Linked DNA regions of Gossypium raimondii: region 2 is linked to region 1. A link is a contact called in public Hi-C data. All regions are on one chromosome and are shown on one strand. Each heading gives the region's core, a stretch centred on a gene start, on an enhancer-like site or on the middle of the called end of the contact. The rest is flanking DNA. Distances are from core to core; before and after follow the strand shown.

The links. Hi-C and Micro-C count contacts between places; a contact is called where the count stands out from the background.
Region 2: a contact with region 1 is called in a Hi-C map of leaf, with 2.6 times the contacts expected there. The contact joins the enhancer-like site here to the promoter of LOC105780323 in region 1. A contact is called at or near these places in 2 of 2 Hi-C or Micro-C datasets (both in leaf).

Annotation. Positions count from the first base shown.
Region 1 is chr4:10,163,044-10,170,248 of ASM2569854v1, reverse strand. It overlaps LOC105780323 (protein OCTOPUS), which reads left to right and starts at 1,574. Exons shown (of 1, transcript XM_012604582.2): 1 at 1,574-3,937. The coding sequence starts at 1,749. The coding sequence ends at 3,764.
Region 2 is chr4:10,242,484-10,249,084 of ASM2569854v1, reverse strand. No RefSeq gene overlaps it. Among protein-coding and RNA genes, the nearest start is that of LOC105779278, 6.7 kb to the left of the region's middle. Within about 2 kb of position 3,299, the one cell type or tissue checked has open chromatin away from gene starts, as enhancers often do. A contact at or near this core is called in leaf, where this site is marked.

The DNA of each region.
Region 1 (7,205 bases), core at 325-2,824:
TATAGGCATGTCAAAACAACAGACCCTCAACTGTACGTATTCGCCATTTTAAAATTATATAATAATGGGAGATACATGGTATGAACTAAGTTTTCAGATTATTCTGACATCAGCACACCTCTAATTAAGTGAAGAATGTAAGTTCTAGCATGATGTTCAATATCTTCAAGTGTTGGATTCATTGGGAGATGCTTAAATAATCTATTTCACCATGTGACCTTAACTCGAAGTCTAAAGAAATCAGACTTATGGTTAGTAATGTCACATCTTCTAGTGTTATTGTTACTTCTTGTATAGGAGATAAAATGTATGAGTCTCTGGTCTCTATTAGTCAATCAGAGGGAGATGAATGTCGAAATGGACATAACTTTCCCAAGGCTATCATGATTGAAATCAATGGCTCTTAAGTGACGAATGATTCTACTGTCAAGTGGATTTACTCCCATATTACTATGACAATGAACCATTAGAGAATCCTCCATTGTTGTAAAATTTTGAGTGACATATCATGGTATGATTGAAAACATCTATTTAGAAAATCTTAAGTATGTATCATAGTATAAAATGTATAAGAGGAATATTTTGGGTTTTCTAAAAACAACTAACGAGTTGGATGGAATATTTATAGGTTTTAAGGTTAGGTTCATTTAGAAGTTTTTTTTAAAGAGGTGGTGAAGTGTATTCAAAGTTTCATTTCTCTTTTCAGATACTCGGATATAAATTACTATTTACATATATAAATTACTATTAACGAGTTGAAGACCTTGACACCTACGGATGTCAAGTCCTATTCAAATGATATCCACATCCTTACAAAATTACATTATATTATTATAGTTTAAAACTTAAATAATTTACAGTGAACTTCATATTTATCAGTGTTTGAGGTACTTTTAATCAGTTCATAGTGATTGTCTTGATTCTAATGGGATGTAAAAAACTTGATGGCACATTACATATTACAAAGCTCGAACCCTAAAAACACATTTTGAGAATTAACTTTTGAAGAAACCTATTTTAAGTTTTAATTAGGGATAAGGCAACATTTAGTCATTAAACTTAGCAACTTTTCTCACCTTAATCCATGGATTAATTTTGGTCCACATTAGTTTTTAACTTGGCAACTTTCCCAATTTGGTCCCTAAAGTTGGATTCAATTAAGGCATGTCAACGTGACACTTTGAGATTATTTCACGTCGCTACTTGGATTTTTTTATTTTTTAATTATATATATTTTAAATTTTTAAGTGATGACATTGTACAATCTAAGAGTGTCATGTCGTCATATCTCAACAAAATCCAAGTTTAGGGATCAAATTGAAAAAAGTTACCAAGTTCTGGGACAATGTGGACCAAAAATAGTTTAAGGACCAAGTTGTAAGAATAGTAAAATTTAGGGACTAAAATTTTCTTTATCCCTTTTAATTAATTATTTTACAATATTTAAGTGAAAACCCCTAATTAAAGTATATGAGTCATGGGTCAGTCGCCGAGATTTTCTTTTATTTATTTATGTCTTTTTCTTTTTACTATTTATCTTTATTTTCTATTTTTTTTCCCGTTACTACCATCATTCTGTTTTCTCTTTCTTTCTTCTCACTGTCTGTTGGAGCTAAGGCCCAATCCCAGAGGGAAAGGGGGAAACCAAATTAAACAAAAACTAATTTCTCTTACATTTTATTTTTTATTTTTATATTTTATTAATTTTCTCTGACTGAAGCTACTAATATGAGAAGAGCGCTCCTCTCATGCCACTACCGGTTATGAATCCCAACGTGGAGCCACCACTTCCTGGGTTAGCACCGCCGCCACAACCGTCTCAGCCTCACCGTCCTTCTACCTCCTGTGACCGCCATCCTCAAGAACATTTTACTGGCTTTTGCCCCTCATGCCTCTACGAACGTCTCGCTGTTCTCGAGCCTTCTTCTTCTTCTGCTTCTTCTTCTTCTCGGAAACCTCCCATCGCCGCCAGTACTTCAACCGCCACCGCTGCACTTAAAGCCATTTTCAAGCCTTCCGGAGGAGGTGGTACACAATCCGGGTTTTTTCCCGAGCTCCGGCGAACAAAGTCCTTTTCGGCCTCGAAAAACGAGGGTTTCTCTGGTGTTTTTGAGCCCCAGAGAAAATCTTGTGACGTTAGGGCTCGAAACACCCTTTGGTCACTCTTTCATCAAGAAGCAACTGCAAACGGGAGGTCTTCTGAAGTTGCTGAAGCTGAAGCTCGAAATTTGGCTTCTTCGACTGTTGGTCAAGGTCCTGTTTTTGAAAGTAAAGAAGAAGACCAAACTGAGACTGAAACCGATCACAATGACGACATAGTGATCGTAGAAGAACAACCGCCCAATGTGGCTGCTCCTGCTACGAATTTGATAGAAGAGAAAGTTGAAGAAATTGTGGAAGAATACGAAAAGGAACTGTGCCAAGAAGAGGAGCTGAAGCCCATGAAGGATCATATAGATCTTGATTCGCAAACAAAGAACGCTTCTGGACGAGATCTCAAAGAGATTGCTGGGAGTTTCTGGTCGGCTGCTTCAGTCTTCAGCAAGAAATTACAAAAATGGAGGCAAAAACAAAAACTTAAAAAGAGGGGAAATGGATGTGGGTCAGCGAGATTGCCAGTGGAGAAGCCCATAGGGAGACAATACAGAGAAACCCAGTCAGAAATTGCGGATTATGGGTTCGGGAGAAGGTCTTGTGATACAGACCCAAGGTTTTCCCTTGATGCTGGGAGGATGTCATTTGATGCACCAAGGATGTCTTTTGATGCAGCAAGAATGTCATGTGATGATCCCAGATATTCTTTTGATGAACCAAGAGCTTCCTGCGATGGATATCTGATGGGGAGAATGTTCCCAAGAATGCCCACAATGGTTTCCGTTGCGGAAGATGCTCCAGTTCATCATGTTATGAGGTCTGATACTCAGATCCCTGTGGAGGACCCGACGGCTATGAATTATGTTACTGAGGAGGATGAATCGCTTCCTGGAGGGTCAGCTCAAACAAGGGATTATTATTCTGATTCTAGGAGAAGAAAAAGCCTTGACAGGTCCAGTTCTAGTAGGAAGACTGCTGCAGCTATAGTGGCTGAAATGGAAGAAATGAGGTCGGCTTCTAGTACAAAGGTTTCCCCTGCAGCTGTTGATTACACCCATGGACCTAAACCTGTCATGCCTGATAGGGATTCCAGGGATTCAAATTCTTTGAGGGATGATTATTCTGACACTTTTGAGATTGGCTTCAAAGATAATGCATCTGTGATTGGGAATGGGGAACAGAAAGAGTCATCTAAGAAGTCGCGGAGGTGGAGTAAAGCTTGGAACATTTGGGGCTTTATTAACAGGAAGAGTGTTAACAAAGATGAGGATGAAGATAGGTATTCTAGAGCTAACGGTGTGGAGAGGTCATATTCAGAATCTTGGCCTGAGTTGAGAGGGGAAAGGAATGGAGATGTGAGAGGAGGTTTTAATCCAAAGGTAATGAGGAGCAATAGCAGCGTAAGCTGGAGGAATTCTAGCAGTTTCGGTGCAGGATCATTTAGTGGTGCAAGGAAGAACTATGTTGAGTCAAATGGGCATAGCAAGAAGAAAAAAGATGATTTTGTGTTGGAAAGGAACAGGAGTGCAAGATATTCACCAAATCACTTTGATAATGGACTGTTAAGGTTCTACATGGCACCGATGAGCGCCAGCCGGAGAGTTGGGTCAGGCAAAACCAGGGCAAGCAATGCACATTCTATTGCAAGGACCTTACTAAGGTTGTACTGAATTTTAGATTCATAAGTTGTTTTTCTTTGGTTTAATGTTAATTTTGCTGCACTTGTTATGTAACCAAACATGCCTCTGTATTTTGGTGGTTGGTTAGATTAAAACAAAAGCATTTCTTGAACATTTTTTGCCTTCACTGTTGAAATAACAATATGTTTTCTTGTTTCTAGTCACATTTTCTTCACATTTTGAGTCTTCCCTTTCTTCTGTTCTGTTTTTACCTGAAAAGGCTTGAACATAGAGAATGCAGATAAGATGTGTTTATGTTATTTCTTTGTCTCACCTAGAGTTGAGTGATAGCTGGTGGGTGAAGTATGTTACTCATGGCATTTGGCATGTTGAGAACTGATGTGGAAGTGGGCATGCATGCATGCATGCTCCCTTGAAGTTGCTATTTGTCATGTAGTGTTGTTCCACTTCCATCAGTTTTGAATCTTATTGTTCGCTTTACTGGGCTGGCCGACTTTCAAACTTTATTGTTATTAAAATCTGGAAATTTTGTACAATTGGACTCCAAAGCATTGTAATTTCATATCATATCTCCAATTCTCATTTATGACATGACTCATGAATCAGTCCATACAGGACAAGAATAAAACAAAATTTCATGCAAGCCTTGGTTGTAACTATGAAATGAGTTTTTATGAGATGGATCCTGAACATGAAATTGCTCCATCTGGGTCTTATGTTAGCATTGGGATCTTCCAAGTTCATGTGGTTTAACTTGTTTGATTCACATGATCATCTGATAAAGGTTTCTTTTCTATGAAATATTCTTGGGTTTTGGATCTTCTGCTAGTGGTAGTGCCTAGTTAGTACTCAACTGCCTGGGTTTTGTTGGGGCTTCAATGGCTAGTTGCTTAGGAATGCAGGTTTGATTCAATGTAGACCGTCTGATTATCTTAATTATTTTACATGCTATGAAAGAAGTATGAATGTTAGGCAGGCTGGCAACATGGTTAAACTCTTTGTGAATAAGAAAAGAATAGTGCATGAATGATCCAATAAATGTTGAAGCCAAACAGAAATGAGAGGAAGCAATGATTATTTCCCCCATTAACACGGTTGATCTTTGGTAAAGGAATCTAACTTAACAATATTTTCAGTCAAAAGAGCTGGAAATCGTGCTTTCTCCTTTCTCTAAACATGTAAAAAGCTTCATAATCATCAAGTTTTAGCCTCTAAAGTCAAAAGGTGACTAGGAAAATAACCCAGCATGTTCCTCAACAGAGGAGGAAAGAAAGAAAGCAATAAAGGCAAAAAACAAAGAAAAAAAGAGAAAAAGAAAAGAAGCTCAAAACCCAATGACCATATCACTAAGATTGGAAACTGACTTGGGTTTTGTTGATTGCAGCTAAGATCACTAAGAAAAGTGCTTCATGTATCAAACTCAAGTTTTAAGTTGAGTTGGGGTTTCCTAATTATGCCATATTTACCTAAACAAGTATGGATATCAGCTATTTATAGAGCAGAAATTCTGTTGGATTACATATAAGAAGTGCCTTTACTTATTGTTTACCTTTTCTGCTTCTGATAACAATGTCTGTTTATAGATGAACTGAGAACACAAAGCAACTAAAATAGCCTCGAGGGCTGCAACTTTTCGCCAATTAGATGCAGAGATGAAAGTCTTAAATTTCTACGACTAGCGGTGCTATACGATAGTGTTTTTCACTCAAGTATGGATGTTATAGTATTTATTGAGGTAAAAGTAGAATGGAGCTAATTGTATTAAGAGTTAAATTGTATTTTATTTTTTATTATAAAAGAAGATAAAATAGTTATTATATGTTTGATTAAAGAGCGAATGATTATTCTATTAAAAATTTATGTATAAATACTATTAAGTGATTGATGTGATTGAAGAAGCAATCAAACAATAATATTTAAAAGTTAAAAAATTCTTACAATATAAATAAATTTTAATAATTACTTATAAAAATATCAAAATAGAAATATTTTTTAATAATTATTTAAAACCATATCCAGATTAAACTAGACAAATTGTTATCTATGTTCATCTTAGGCTTGGTATTTAAATAATAAAATTATTAAAATTATTTAAAACAAATTTTAGAATGAGCTTAGATAAAATGGTTGCTCATTTTAGTTTATTCTGAGTAAATTCTTAAATAATTATAAAATAATAAAAAGTATAGAAATTTATTTAAGAATTATTAAAATTTTTAAAATAATAAAAAATATTGTGAAATGTTACTATTATATATGTGTATATATATGAATTACAAGAAATTATAAAAAATAAGAATAATAAAATAATAAAATAGGACTCATTAACTTATAATTAAAAATATCAATTCGATTAAGAGAATACATGTGTATATATATATATGTATATTTGAATTCTTTAAACATGCTATATGTGTATATATATAATTTTATAATTTGTACAACTTTTTAAAAATAATGATTATTTATAATTTCTTATAATTTTTAGTCATTATTATATTTTAATAATTATTTAAGAAATTACATACAAGCTTAACTTTTGTCCGAGTTCATCTTGGATATGATTTTTAAATGATTATAAAAGATTATTTAATTTTAGGATTTTAATTTTTTAAAAATTGTTGTGTCAGCATGAGGTACATGTGACACACCAAGTGTTACTATGTAGATGTTACGTTAGCCAAGTCAACATTTAACAATAGACATAAATGAAATTTTTAACAGAATAACCAGTTTGACTTTTAATCTATCATATAGAGACTAATTTGATTGTTTTTTTTTTAGTAAAGAGGATAAAATGCAATCCGACTCTTAGCCTCCATAATAGATCTAATCATGGGTCGGGCTAGCTTGATGCAAAATTTTGCTCAAGGCTGACCCATGTTAAAAATGCTAAACCCGAGCTTGATCGTAATTTTTTAGATTATTATTTTTATATAAAAACAAATTCAAAAAATATAATGCATCAAATACACAAAAAAATATTAAAATAAATGTTTCCCAACAAATTAAAAATACAAAAAAAATAGGCATGTGATTCAGTGGGCCAAAGAAAAAAATCTACCCAAAATTCAATCAATTTAGAAAACGAATTTTATTTTATTTTGTCTAAACTCATTTTTTAAATTTTTATTTTATCTAAATTCTTTTATTTTTGACGGGACCTTCAAGTGAATTGTGGCATGAGGAAGTCTACTCCGTAATACTTGTACCCACTTTTGGCAAAATCTCATAATTTTATACAACAAACATGGAATAGCTTTGAGCTGTTCAGGCCATATTTTTATTTTTGCCCGTAGATAATAGTTGGGCTGGCTTTAGGTTCAGTTCTATTAAAATGGTCCAAAATGTACCCACTAAAAGCCCATCTAGCCATGGCTATTTCTGCTGTTTCTTTTTATATTTATTTTTCTTAAATTATTGATTCAGTGGAGATACAGATATCAATAGAGCTGAGCGAGAGTAGATGTT
Region 2 (6,601 bases), core at 2,050-4,549, 77 kb before region 1:
GAAAGCTCACAAGTGTCTACAAGAAAATGTATGAAAGAATTAAGCTTTAGGTTGTTTTGATTTATCTTTAAGCTTTGCACATTGCTCTTCTTGTTGCTAGACCTTTGAAACATGGTATTTATACCCTCTAATTGGTTTCCAACCGTTGTGGTTGTTGTGGAAGTAAATATAGCCATTGGGGATGAAATACTAGGTCATTAACTACACCTGCAACAACGAGTATCAGTACCTACTAAAAAAGTATCGATATTTTTTGTAATTAATGCATATTTCAGTGACTGTTGGAGTAGGAATATCGATACCTTAGGAAATATATCGATACCATAAGAAAAGTATCGATACTAGATCGATACCTACCAGGGTTTGAAATGGAATAATGTCAATTTGGCATCGATTATCAGAGGGGTATCGATAGCTTGTAAAATATCGATACTTAGACAAAAAGTATCGATATTTTTTTGTCCTAGAGCAATTCTAACTTGTTTGAAAAAGGTTAAAACATATTTGAAAATGTTTGACCCAATTTAAACTTTTTCAACTTGATTTTATCAAATTGCTCAACTTTACTTTTTATTCAAAAACACTTTAATTGTTATATCAAAACATATGATCCAATAAGACTTAGTTTAACAATCTCCCCCGTTTTGATATAACAAAACATTTTGTAAATTTGTTTTTGAATAGATTGCTCCTTCTTAATAAAAGTCATTTTCAATTTAAGCTCCCCCTATATAAAAATCATTTTCAATTTAAGGTATAAAGATTTGGAGTATAAAAATTTGAAATAAATAGTTTTAATAGAGAAAACCCTTGTTGAAGTACACATCCAAATAATCTTATCCAGCCTCACTGTAGGATGGGAAAGGGGAATGCCCATAATTAGCCTTACCACATCTTCTAAAATCCAAATGCGAAAGAGGTTTAAATACCACATACCATTATTTGTCACCATATCACTAAGAAGACAATTAGGACCAATATTAACATTAGAAAGAATTTGTTTAATCAAAGGCCCTATGCTTGGAACCCAAGAATCCTCCCAACACCGAATGTTATTCCCATTTCCCACAAACCATGCTAAATTTTCACGGAGTAAAGACTATACGTTAGAGGAGAGAGCTTTCCAAAGAAATGAACATCTTCCTTACATAATACTCTCAGACAAACTTTCCTTCATTCCATATTCAGAGCGAAGAACCCGAACCCATAAGGTACTCTCCTTTGAAACTATATTGTAACCAAGTTTCATAAAAAAAAAAGAAAGAAAGTGTTTTGGTCCCACAATTGTCTAAGCCCAAGACCTCTACAGGCTCGGGGTTAACATATTGAATCTCGCCCAACAAAAGACATCTTTTTCCTACCATTTGAGTAGCCCCAAATAAACTATCGTACCATGCGCTCAATCTCTTGACAAATGCCTCATCATGGATTGCTTAAAGTAACTAGGGATTGATAAAAGGACTGCTTGTGTCAAGGTAGCCCTGCCAGCTAAAGAAAGTTGTTTGACATCCCAACTCTGCAATTTAGTACGAACCTTTTCCACTACGAACCTCAAAGTGCTATCAATGACCTTTTCATGCAACAAAGGGACGCCCAAATAGTATCCAAGATTCTATACTTTTTGAAAACCAAGCAAATTGCTTATTGATTCTGCTAGAAAAGTAAATATTCATTTTTTGAGCATTGATCCTATAACCAGAGAAAGCACAAAAGCGCTCAAAAATTTCTTTATGTAACCGGGTTTGCTTCATATTCGCCTTACTGAAAATAACCAGATCATATGCAAAGAAAATGTGTGATAAGCCTTGACCATTGCGAGATAACCGAACGAGGCTCCACTTGTTGGTAGAGATGGCAAAATTAATGTTTTGACCAAGTCATTCCATACACAACACGAAAAGATAAGGAGATAAAGGGCATCTTTGACGACTTAAATTTTTGAGTTGACACCCTATTCCAAAAAACTTGCATGGTGCAATTTGTGATAGTTGACATAATAACATTTTTTAGCATAACCGAGATACGTGCAGCTTGGAGAGAGGCATAAAAAAAAATCCTTAAAATTAACTTGAGTAGATCTTCAATATGAAATAAATAATAGAGCTCTTCTAGGAATAACTTTTTGGAAATTGAACCTTTTCAATTAAGGAAAACTTATCACATTAAAAGTTCTTGACTTGAATTCAACATGGTCCAATTCAATAAATTTTTGCAAAAAATCTCTAAGATATATATATAAAGTCCAAAATTTTCAATCAGAATGATGTCATCCGAACATGCAATTAGCGCTAACTCGATGAATGGTATGCAATTTCGTCTCTACATTTAAGAAAATGTGTAGGGAGTTCTTCGGCTTAAATGGGCGTTTTCACATTATGGGGTTTTCTTCAATATGAATGGATATTTTTGTGCAAACCAAATAAAATCAGAACTCGTTGATTTCACACTTTGATATTTTCTTGAGTGTTTTTAATATGGGAATTTACAAGATGAGGAAGATAACTGGGTAAATATTTTCTTTGAGTGTTTTAAATACAAGACTTGGCCCATTTGTTTGTCTCAGGCCCTAAGAGTTCAATTGAATTAAAGTAGAGACCACGGAAAGGTATCTCTAAATTAACAGGCTCAACTTCATTTCTTAAGCATAATATAAATGAGATAAGTTAGAATTAAAATTAATTTAACATAAAATATAATAGATTGAAATTAAGATATATTCATTTTAAAAAATAAAATATATTCAAACTTAAATTAGAATAAAATTTACATATAGACTTAAACCTATAATAATAATCACATCTAATTTGTGTTCGATGCAAAACTTCAATCTTCTAACACAATCAAAGCGGTTGGGCTCCTTTTCTTGAAGGAAAGAAAACGCCACACATTTTTTAATTTAAAATAATAAATATTTACCTAAAAATAAGTTGTAAAAATAATTATTCGATTGAATTGGGTTCTTCCAAAATAATCTCCTGCTCTCCCAAGTTTAGCATTAAAGGGAAAAAAGGGAGGGAATTTTTTTTGAAGAAAAAGCAAAAGCTCATCTTTGCCTTTTCCCTACCCCTTGGCCCTTGCCCACCTTTTAAAAGCATTTATTTTGTTCTGATGATTTTCATGCCTTACTAATATATAAAGAAACAACAAGAGGGGTGAAAAGCTCTTTTTCTTATTGTAAAATTCAGAGCATGTCAGCTCGCTTAGCTGTTTCTTATAAAAAAAAACCACTGCAGAGATCTGTTTGGAATATATCTGTAAATCCCTAAGAAGGTTTGCTTGCCTAGAAACTATCCTATATACTTGAGAGTCTTGAATGCCTGTCCCCTGGCCCTATGCTCTGCTCTGCTATGCTATGCTATGCCATGCCATGCTTTTTTGTCTTGCTTTACTAACCTAACATGCCAAACTCCCAATTCTTTCTTGGGATTCCTTCACTCTACATGTATAATTACTTACTTGTCGTTTCTTCTTTATTAAAGTAAATGAGTAGCCATATTTATCTGCACGTGGAATTTCAATGGGACTTGCCATGGCCTCCCTTATCATGTTTCACCTAATCGGTTTTTTTCTTTTAACTTTTATATTATACATTACTTTTTAAAATATGTTTTTTTAAGATTATCTTGACACCGAGGATCACTCTAAAATATAAAACTTCAATTTTGACCTTCTAAATTTTATAAAATTTTAATTCAATAAAAGATAAAATTATATTTATGCATATTAAAAATAATAAAATTTTGATTTAATCAATTAAAATAATAGACATTATAAATTAATAAAATTATAAAATTATATTTTAATTCTTATAAAATAAATAACTTAATTTTACAAGCAAAGTTCCCAACATTGCAATGAAATTATGTAGTAAGTAGCCTACCTTGACACAAAAAGAGTGTTAAGTTTTGAATAATTTCTATTTGACTTTAATCTAACCCTGATAAATGCAGTGTATATAACTTAATACCTATCCACGTCGAGGTCTTTAAGAATTTAAGTTTTCAATAATTAACCATAATAAATACTTTGTATGAATCTCGACATTTATTAATGTGGAGTTTAGGTATAAATTACTTTTTACTGTTAATTGAAATTGCCTGCTATAATTGTCCACTTCTTTAGAAAAAACACTCTCCATAACCTTTCTTTTCACCGTAAATTCAATCTTTGATATTCTAATATGGCTTTGATGAAGAAAGTGAACCGTATAGCTCTTGTAGCATTGATATGGTAAATTTTTTTATTAATTTATTACTTAAGCAAGTATTAATTTATTGGGTAAACTATCAAAATAGTAATTTTTGTTTGATTCAGATATTATTTTAATCACTTATGTTTGAAATATTACGTTTTAGTCACATTATCGTTTTGTTACAAATGGTCACTCTGCCGTTAAGATCTGTTACCTCCCAAACGACAATCTAACGTGATAGTTAAATGGGTTTTAAATGCCAACGTGAATGATCAGCTAAATAAATAAATAAATTTTTTAATTAAATAAATTTAATTAATTGAATTTCTAAATTAATTAAAGAAAAATATTAATTTGGTTTCTTGAAATAATCAAAACCAATGCATCAGATTAATCCTTAAACTGAAAAAAAAAAGAACCATTGGCCTCTTTTCTTTTAATTTTCGTTTCCATTTTGACTGAAAAAATCATCCATTTTCATAGTCATCTTTATTGAATTGAAACAATATAAATCAAATTGAGTGCTCTATCAATTGGTTGGATTTTTTTTTTCAAAATGGAGAAGCAAAAGATCAATTCAATGGAGGGTCCAAGCATGGATTACAATAAGTAATGGGTTTTTTGTTCTTTAAAAGGGTTTTGAGTTCAAATATTATGGTTTATTTTTGCAAAAAGGTGGTCCTCCTTTTCATGTTTTTCTGCATATATGACAGACAAAAAGGATATGCTTCATCTATATTTATTAGTGTATTGTGAGCAACCACAATAGCAAGCATGTATAGAGGTTCGTGCGTCTATTTCTTCTTCTTCTTCTTCTTCTTCTTCTTCTTCTTCTCTATTGTTCTGCTATTTTCTTCTCTGATGGTAAGAAAAAAAAACCCCACTGTTGCTTCTTTTTAAACTGGAGAAAATAGCGAGTTTTTTAAGGTGGCTGAAATACCTCCTATTCCATTGTAATCGCCATTGCTCATGGCATTGGTGGAAATGTGGAGACTAGAGACTCTTGCCTTCCACTTTCCCTACAAAAAAAATGACAATAACTTTGGAATATGTAGCCCTAATCATAGATCTTCCAATCAAATGAGACATTGTCACCAAGGTTGTTGAATTCTAGCTTTAGCCAAAGAAGAGAAGGTTATTCGACCGTCATCTCAACAACAAGAAAAATTTAAAGAGTGGTCGAGTAAAATTGACTTGGTTGTATAGATTGGTTGAACAAACACCAATGGAAGATGCCAGCAATAAAAAAGTTCGAGTAGTATGTTAGAGCATACATATTGAATGTCATCGATGGATTTTTTATGAAAGGTAAGTTCGAATATCTCTACCGCTTAAAGATCTATCATTGTTGGAAGAGATTACTCGTGGCCGTACATATAACTAAAGGTTCACAGTGTTGACATTCTTATGTTGGGCTCTTAACAATACGACTAATAAAAAAATACATCAATTAAATGATTGTTGCCATTTATAAGGTTGATCCATTCTCTTTCATTATCTTTGCTGTTGGTGAGAAGGTAAAAATATATTTAACTTCTAGAATAAATTTTGAGTTATAAGTTTTTACAATATGTCTAATAAATTAGTTAACATATTTGTATATTTAAGACCAATCTAGATCACATAACGTATTATTGAGAATTTACATAGATCTGAATTTTCATTGACAGATATAAAACTCAAGAGGTTAGTTAACTTAATTGAATTGATTGTTATCACCATTTAATGTTTTGTTAACTTAAAATACTTTTTTTTTGTAGTTTACAATGGACACCTTACTAAGTTGACAACATTTAGGTCATACTCTTAAGGGGCATAACTAAAGAGTTGCAAATATTGGGTAACGTGTACATGGGCATTATATACTTCTACATCATTGAATAGAAACACATTGATTGGATATTGCACCAATTCAGCATGTATTAATCTATCCTAAGGGAGTTGAATGACCTAAAGAAATTTTAGAATGATGACATGATGGGTTGGCCTAAAAGGGAATAGGGGTCATGAACAAAAAAATTGGATCGAACTTTGGTAAAAACGTTAAGAATTTTTCTTCACAACATATCCAACACCATTAGTTGGACAAGGATCCACAGTATATACATTTGTTTAAGGCCAACAAATTAGAATTTTTTTATCCCAACAAAGAGTATTCAGTTATCTTAAGGGAAACAACATTGAGTAGCCATCGAATTCAAAATTAGTCAGCCCGAGCATAAGCAACTGCAATATTCAATGATGAACGCAATACAAAACCAACCCATCTCAAGCCCGAGGCTGGCTATAGTCATCACAATCAACAGTGACCATCCCAAGTTGGTAAGGGATAGTTTGTTGTTGATGAGCCTACCAACCTTATGGTTCACAGCTCACAACCTCTTTAGGCATTCCTTTTCAGAGTTTTGC